Regions from separate parts of the Mus musculus genome. Here region 1 is linked to region 2. The links are chromatin contacts, called in public ChIA-PET maps. All regions are on one chromosome and are shown on one strand. The core of a region is the stretch at or near the end of the contact, and the rest is flanking DNA. Distances in the headings are between cores, read along the strand shown. Region 1 overlaps P2rx3 (purinergic receptor P2X, ligand-gated ion channel, 3). Region 2 holds the start of Selenoh (selenoprotein H).

Evidence for each region. ChIA-PET counts read pairs in DNA pulled down with a chosen protein or histone mark.
Region 1: an RNA polymerase II ChIA-PET map of memory CD8 T cells shows a contact between it and region 2, with 28 read pairs. The contact joins the enhancer-like site here to the promoter of Selenoh in region 2. A contact is called at or near these places in 2 of 39 promoter capture datasets (erythroid cells and stem cell-derived epiblast-like cells), 1 of 484 Hi-C or Micro-C datasets (embryonic stem cells), 1 of 115 datasets of contacts at active chromatin or transcription factors (memory CD8 T cells) and 1 of 9 other capture datasets (liver).

The regions. Positions count from the first base shown.
Region 1 is chr2:85,012,161-85,015,962 of GRCm38.p6, reverse strand. All of the region lies in intron 8 of P2rx3 (purinergic receptor P2X, ligand-gated ion channel, 3), which reads left to right. Among named protein-coding and RNA genes, the nearest start is that of P2rx3, 22 kb to the left of the region's middle. Within about 2 kb of position 1,817, at least 39 of the 459 cell types and tissues checked have an H3K27ac peak or open chromatin away from gene starts, as enhancers often do. A contact at or near this core is called in memory CD8 T cells, where this site is marked.
Region 2 is chr2:84,669,288-84,673,439 of GRCm38.p6, reverse strand. Selenoh (selenoprotein H) reads left to right here and starts at 2,732. Exons shown (of 4, transcript NM_001033166.3): 1 at 2,732-2,957; 2 at 3,050-3,195; 3 at 3,324-3,453; 4 at 4,043-4,152. The coding sequence starts at 2,854. The coding sequence ends at 3,424. Tmx2 (thioredoxin-related transmembrane protein 2) reads left to right here. Exons shown (of 9, transcript NM_025868.4): 7 at 121-186; 8 at 287-416; 9 at 908-2,129. The coding sequence ends at 1,051.

The DNA of each region.
Region 1 (3,802 bases), core at 568-3,067, 340 kb before region 2:
TTCATTTGTCTCTCTCTGCAACAGAGGCCAGACTCCTCACCACTCTATTGTTGCCATCAGCTCTGGAGAGAGTGAAATTATTCAGACTAGATTGGCCTTGCTCTAAGCAGCACATTTGATACCCAGGGGCAGCTAGAGACCTGCACCTCCATCACTAATTACATCTGCAGCTCATTTCCATGCCCCCACCTCCCAACTTTCTGCAGCTCTTTGCTTGCAGAATCATTGATTTTGAGATTGTCTAGGTGTTAAAAGATCCATTGGGCACTTCTAGACAAAGCTGTCCTCTTTCAGAGAGGAAACAGGAGCTCTGAGGGAGAAGTGATTTGTCTGAGATTGTGAGAGCAACTTAGTATATATAGCCTTAGAGGTCATTCTATCCTTGCTCCCGCATCTGTCTTCCTAAGACATAATCCCAAGCACAAGGATACTTCATACGGTCACCTGTTTGTAATGAGCCAGGTCCAGTTACTGGCAAAGTAGCCTTGGGGGTGCATCTCCCTTCAATCCTTACCTAACGTGCTTGGTTCTATCCATCTATACTATCCATCTATATTAATTTTTGTATGTTCACTAAAGGCTTTTGTTCTTTCTCCACCTGCAATTTGGTGGAGAGAATTTTCACTCCTTGGTTTGCCTATTCCCCATAGGTAAATATTCTAATTATCCCTCAATATAATGTTTTCAAAGCTTTTTTCCAAGCATATTGAGAATGCAGTTGCTAGGGTTGTCTGGATTTGTGGTGGACAAAGTGCAGCTGTATCTAAAAATAAAACCTAGCAGTTCAACAATGCAGATAAAAGACCCCCAGGAGGTGGCATCCCGTAGCTTAAACACAGGACTGAGAAGTGGGTCTTGCAGCTCAGGTAGACACTCAGTTCACCGGTACAGGGTTTTAAGATGGGCTCCTTGTTGTAATTGTGTGAGCACAGAGAGCATGTGAGGGCATTAATGTGTTCGTTAGCCACTGAATGTGGCTAAGTCTGAGTGAGAGCAAGTCAGTGTGTGTGTGTGTGTGTGTGTGTGTGTGTGTGTGTGTGTGTGTAGGCACTGATGGTTTAATGACAGATTTATAACACTGTATCTATCAGGGATTCGGCAGGAAGCAGATGGCAGTTTCAAATTGGGTAATTCGAGGAGAGCTTAATAAAGGGGCTGATCTGAAAGTGTGGGCAGAGTGCAGGGAAATTACAGGCCCCAAAGATAGGACATGGGTCTACAGGGCAGAGGACAGAAGGCAGGGGCTGGAACTAAAGTCACATGGGCATGTGAGGAGAGGGGAAGCCCCGCCAGCATCCAGAACAGAGACAAAGCAGTGCACCAAGTCAGGGAGAAGCTTGAACCAGAAGGTACATATGAGATCTAGTCCAAGTCCCTCTACTACCAGGTGGAGGCTGCTAATCCCTTTATACTGTTGCTCAAAGTGTGAACCATTGCCCAGTAAAAGAACAGGCACTCACAGACATAAGCAATTTTTTTCTTAAAAGCCATTTTATCTACAAATATAGATTTTCTTTTCTTTAAGATTATTTATTTTATGAGTACACTGTAGCTGTCTTCAAACACGCCAGAAGAGGGCATCTGATCCTATTATAGATTCCTGTGAGCCATCTTGTGGTGGCTGGGAATTGAACTCAGGACCTCTGGAAGAGCAGCAGCAGTCAGTTCTCTTAACCATTGAGCCATATCTCTGGCCCCCAAATATACATTTCCTTAAAAGATACTCTTTTTTAGACTAGAGACGTAGCTCAGTGGTAGACCACTTTCTTAGCATGCCCAAGGCTGTGGTTCTGAGGTCAGTCCCTAGCATGTCACTAAAAGATATTTGTCTGCAAATATAAGACTCACAGGAAGTAGTGACATGGGCCCCCTTTCTCTCATATAGTTCTGTTACCCTCACAGGAAATTAGCATCCTAGATGGGGGCAGGTAGGTCCTTCCAGCTCCGTATACATTTGTACATATGCAATCTAAAATTCCATGTCTTTGAAGACCTCAAAAGCTCACCTCTGTTCCTTATGTTAAGAGCCCTGAACGGTGAACCTGTGAAACCCTTTCTTTCACACCTGTGCTTCTGACCTCATTCACAGATCACCACACCCTCCCACGCAGAAAGGTTTTGAAACTTGTCAGAAATGACCCACCTTCACCAAGGCTCAAAGCCAGAGTCTTGGTCTGTATTCATTCCTTCTAACTTACCTTCAACTATTATGACTTGCCAACAACACACAAATGTAGTAACTGTAAGATTACAGTGCTGATTAGTAGGGGGAAAGCAGAAGCACTTTTTAAAACTCCTTCACCTTTAGTAAAGAATTTTTTTTTAATTCACTTTACATCCCACTCACTTTCCCCCTCTCCGTTACCCCCTCCCACATTCCTCCCCCCCCTCCATCCTCCCTCCTCTTCTCCTCCAAGAGATTGGGGCCCTTTGGATATCCCTGCACCCTGTCACATCAAATCTTTGCAAGGCTAGGCACATCCTCTCCCACTGAGGCCCGGCAAGGCAGCCCAGCTAGAAGAACATATCCCATGGACAGGCAACAGCTTTGGGGATAGCCCCAGCTGCAGTTATTCAGGACCTACATGAAGACCAAGCTGCACATCTGCTACATATGTGCAGGCAATGATCCAGCCTGTGTAAGTTCTTTGGTCAGTAGTTCTGTCTCTGAGGACTCCAAGGGTCCAGGTTAGTTGACTCTGTTGGTTGTTCTGTGGAGTTCCTATCCTGTTTGGGGCCCACAATCCTTCCCTTATTCTTCCATAAGAGTCCCCAAGCTCCATCTACGAACAGAAGCACTTTTCATGATGTCTGGTTTCTCAGTTTCCCTCTAAGAGTTCCTAAGACAGCATTGCTCCGAAAAGGCAGCTCAATTTTGGATTTCCTCTCTTGGTGTCTGGGACAAAAAAAAAAAAAAAAAAAAAAAAAGGCCTGTTCATCTGCTAGCTGTTCCTCGCGTGCTAGGTGTTTCCAGCAGGCGCTCTGTGTTGGAAACGCACCCACAGCAGCTTTCTCAAAACGCAGAGTTGGCCTGGTTCCGCTACCATATCACAGCGTGCAGATCACTGAGCTCCTCGGCCAACTGAAAGAGTCAGAGCTGAAGTGGGCCCTGGCGCTCGTCACTTCTCTACAGTCTGCATTTCCCCTCCTCCTTCCAAATGCCACAGGACATGTGTCTTTAAAGGCAGCCACTTCAGTCCTTTTCACAGAAAACCATACCGTTGGAAGGCCTCTTCCGTGGGGTATGTTTTTTTGTCGCCATGATCCTTTTCGCTCCTCACCATCCTGTGGTAGTAATGAGAGGGCCAGTGGTCCTGGGTGGACCCAGCCTTTTCTAATGTGTGTTTCCATCCTGTCAGCACAGCAACTGATGTTGTTAGTAGAAAATAGGATCGAAAACTTTTTGAGTGCTGACCAAGGAACTAAGAGGGTTATCTTCTCACCTCTGAGGAACTCTGGGCCTCAGAGTCTCCTTTATCTAGCCAAGGCCACATACCTTATATAGTGCCAGAGAAGGTATTCAAAGACTGGGCCGCTGGCCTCACAACCTACACTTGCAGCTACAGATAACATAGCAGGACCAGTAAGGTTGCCTCCCACGCCCTGCTTGCCCATGTGGCCCAGACTAGCCTACAGCTCATGTGACCCAGGATAGCTAGCTTCTAACTCACAGTAATCCTCCTACTTTCCTGATGCCTAGATGACAGGTGTGGGCCGCTCCAGCCAGCTAGTAATGTGCTTTTAAAAATCAACAGCAGACTTTTTAAATGGCTGCTTTTGCAATTAATCAGGTCCCTAGACT
Region 2 (4,152 bases), core at 1,483-3,982:
GTCCTTAAACTTCACACATCCAAAGTTGTTTTTCCCTTTCTTACCTAGGTAGCTATGCTTTGACTTCCCTCCATCCATCCCTTTATTTTTCCGTATGTTAAATACTATATTTTTTCGCAGGTACAACTGTTCAGGGCTAAATTTTGGGAAGGTAGATGTTGGACGCTACACTGACGTTAGCACACGGTATGTAGATGCTTGGGCTAAAGACCTGAGTGAGGATTCCTGGAGTGATGTAAGTGATGTATACAGGTGCACTACTCAGAGTCCTCGTCTGGCCCTGTAGGTACAAAGTGAGCACATCACCCCTCACCAGACAGCTCCCTACCCTGATTCTGTTCCAAGGCGGCAAGGAGGTCATTCGTCGGCCGCAGATTGACAAGAAAGGACGAGCTGTCTCTTGGACCTTTTCTGAGGTAGGTGAAACACATGGGCAGTGGTTTGGAGAAAGATACACAACAGTGATTGGGCTTTATTCTTAGTCTGGGTTTAATCCCGAATTCTGACACTGGCCCACTGTTTTTTGAGGATGTAGATTAGTTACAGGATGTCACCTATTAAGTCAGCAGGTTTATGTTATATGCTGCTAATGCTGAGGAAAAATGATAAAGACTTGGTCTGTGAAGTGCCTGTATTCATTCTGTAGCCAATTAGGTTCCTCATCGCTAAACTTGAGTAAGTGGGAGGCAGTACCACCTGGCTCATATTGCTTTACAGTTGCAGGTAGATAGAATTCTTGGCACAATAACTGGCCTCTAGTGAACACTTAAGTATCAGAAAAGAGGTAGGTTAGGGCAGGTCGCTGCCCTCTGACTTACAGGTTGTGCTTAGTTAAATACTTCCTGCTCCTGCTCTCTGAACTTTACCTTCTCACCCAGCCGTTGATGTGTTCATCTCTTTTGCATAGGAGAATGTGATTCGAGAATTCAACTTGAATGAGCTATACCAACGAGCCAAGAAGCACTCAAAGGGTGGAGACATGTCAGAAGAGAAGCCTGTGGACCCTGCTCCCACTACTGTGCCAGATGGGGAAAACAAGAAGGACAAATAGGATCCTGCATTGTTTTTGCTTCCTCTCCTGTCAATTTCAGGAACCTTTGAGGCCCAGTTCCAGCTATAACCACAATCCTTGCCTGAGGCCTTTTGATTTCTGTTTGGCTGTGCCTGGGTAGGGGCACTGTGCCTGCTTCTGATTTTGAAAGAAGCATCCTGGAAACCATGAAGTATTCTACTATGAAGGGCGCATCTGCCCTGGTCAGCTGTTTCTCGAAGGGAGTGATCTTATCGATAGAGGTAGAAATGGTTTCCCTCCAAGGTTGGGTCAATGTGTAAATTGCTATTCAACACTTGGATATTACCAGTCTGTGGTTTAATTATTCCTCCTAGTGAGCTTGCAAAGCATAGACTAAATTAAACCCTAATGTTAGATGTCAGTATAAAGCCCTTAGAATTTTTCCTCAAGGACCCCTTCTTCCTTTAGGCCTTTCTGTCTTGATCTGTGCATTAAGAAATTTAAGTTTGGGGCTGGAGAAATGGCCCATCGATTAAGAAAGAGCACTGGTGGCTGCTTTTCCAGAGATCCTGAGTTCAATTCCCAGCAACCACATGATGGTTCATAATGGGATCTGATGCCCTCTTCTGGCATGCAGGCAGAATACTATATATAGTAAGTAAATCGTAAAGAGAAAGGAATTTAAGGGGTTGGAGAGATGACTCAGTGGCTAAGAGAATTGGCTGTTCTTCCAGAGGACCCAGGTTTGATTCCTAGCAGCACATAGAGGCTAAACCACCTGTAACTCTAGTCTCAGGGGCTCCAACATCCGCCCTTGACCTTGGCTGGCACTGTATGCATGTAGTGCACAAACACGTGACGGAGGAACACATAAAAGGCTTGTATGTGTTATCATTTAAGGTCACTGTTCCCAATTAAAAGCCTTCAACCATGATTTTCATCATTGGAAATAGAATTGAATGGCCACCCTGTGTTGTGGGAACTGAGAAGGGCAATATAAACCTGAGAGGTTCCTTTGTGTGGTGGGGCCTGAAGAAGAAAGCCCCACGGCTGGACAGCTGTTCTCTCCTCCTATCCCACCGCTTCCCCTAATAAAGGGACTGTTCTTTTGATTGCCTTGCTGTTTTTCCTTTACTAGTGGGCAGCTGCCGGGGGACTGCTTTTTTTGTTTGTTTGTTTGTTTTTTTAATCCTAAAATTGAATATCAAACCCAGGGACTCTAAAAGCCAAACACCTCTAGACCTCAACTTCCTTTTTAAGGTTGTGGATGAGGGCCTTGATCAGTTGGAGAAATGAACCCTAACTCACCATCCTCTTGATTTCACCTGGGTGTCTGAGAAGATAGGCACCAGCTACAGCGTCTGGATTGTAAATGGCTCGGGTTCAAATACACTTAACCGGTCCGTTTTTGTTTCACCGCATGGAGATGTGGAGTAACAATGTCGGTGCGAATTAGAATTCTGTAGTCTATGTACAAACGCCCTGGAAATGTGGAGTAGACTTCCCTGAGATTGGTCTGGGGATCCTTGGGTAGGAGGTATAGATACCGAAAACCCCCAGCCAAAGGAGGCTTTCAAGACTCCTCCGTCTCCGCCCAAGACAGACCCCCTCAGTGCTGTACAATGTTGGTTTGATCCGGATTTCCGCGCCGACTCCCTTTTGATAGCGTAGTTGGGCTTGAAGGGCCCGCCTTCAGATCACGTGTCCTTCCCCCCACCCCCGCACATTTCCCTTTGCTGCGAGATTTGAACTTTGCATCTGTGATTCCCGGCTGCTGGTTTGTCTCTCCGGAGTTGCATCGCCCCTTATTCCACCAACGCGCCATCCCCGAAATCCGTGCCATGGCCCCCCACGGAAGAAAGCGTAAGGCGGGGGCCGCGCCTATGGAGACGGTGGACAAGCGCGAGAAACTGGCGGAGGGCGCGACCGTGGTCATTGAGCATTGGTGAGGGGTTGGGGAGTCGAGGAGGGCGGGAAAGAGTTGGCTCTGGCGGCTGAGACCAGAGAGACCCCATTTGCAATCGCTTGTGTCTGTAGTACGAGCTGACGCGTGTACGGCCGCCATGCTGCTGCCTTGAGCCAGGCTCTGCAACTGGAGGCCCCAGAGCTACCTGTGCAAGTGAACCCGTCCAAACCGCGGAGGGGCAGCTTCGAGGTGACGCTGCTGCGCTCGGACAACAGCCGTGAGTGGAGGCCGCGATGGGGGGTGGGTGGGGGTGGGGCGAGAAGCGACTCCCGGCCACCTGATAACTGAGGGGAGGGGGTACCAATGAGTACCACCATAATTTGGCTTTATCCCATCCTTTCCCAGGTGTTGAACTCTGGACTGGTATTAAGAAGGGCCCTCCACGAAAGCTCAAATTTCCTGAGCCTCAAGAGGTGGTTGAAGAATTGAAGAAGTACCTTTCATAAAGAGGTTGGGAAAGAGTCCTCATGTTGAGGTTTGCATCGTGACCAGGGCATGCACACTGGGATAGACAGGGAACGTCTCCTTACCATTTCGGTGTATTTTTCATGGGATTTGGGATTTTCGAAGAGGAGCTAAATTGTAGAACTCCTGCTGATAACACTCCCGACCCCCAAACAAATCTAAGAGCCATTTGTACTCTCTTGAGTTAGTTAAGTCTTAGCCTGAGGGCACAGGCAAGTTTTGTTTGCTAATTCAGTTTTCCACCTCTGGTGTTATTTTAATTCTATGAGTCTATTGCAAATCAATAAATTCAATAAAGTGTGGCTTACTTGTAGTTAAGGTTTTTCTCCCTTGTATTGACAGCCTCTTTGCTGTTACTTCACTTTACCTGGCTTTTCTGTGTTTTGTTAGTAATCTGAGATAAGATAGCCTCAACCCATCCCGCTCGTACCCCCACTTCTTGGTTACATGGATTTTATTTTTGTCCCGTGTTTCATGCATGTTGACTGATCACTGATGGAAGGTGAAGTTAATGAGCTCCAGAGTTGTAGGTGGGGATGGGCTTGTCTCCTGGTCCTTGTGATGGAACCCTACTCTGATGTTCCCTTCTCTGTTTGCAGCTTTCAGTCCCTGGAGATGTTGAAGCATTTATGATGGTGCATGGCCAAACTTAAGCTATGCACCTGAAGCCATAGTTTCTTCCTCACCAGAAGTGATGGTTCAGTTGTGA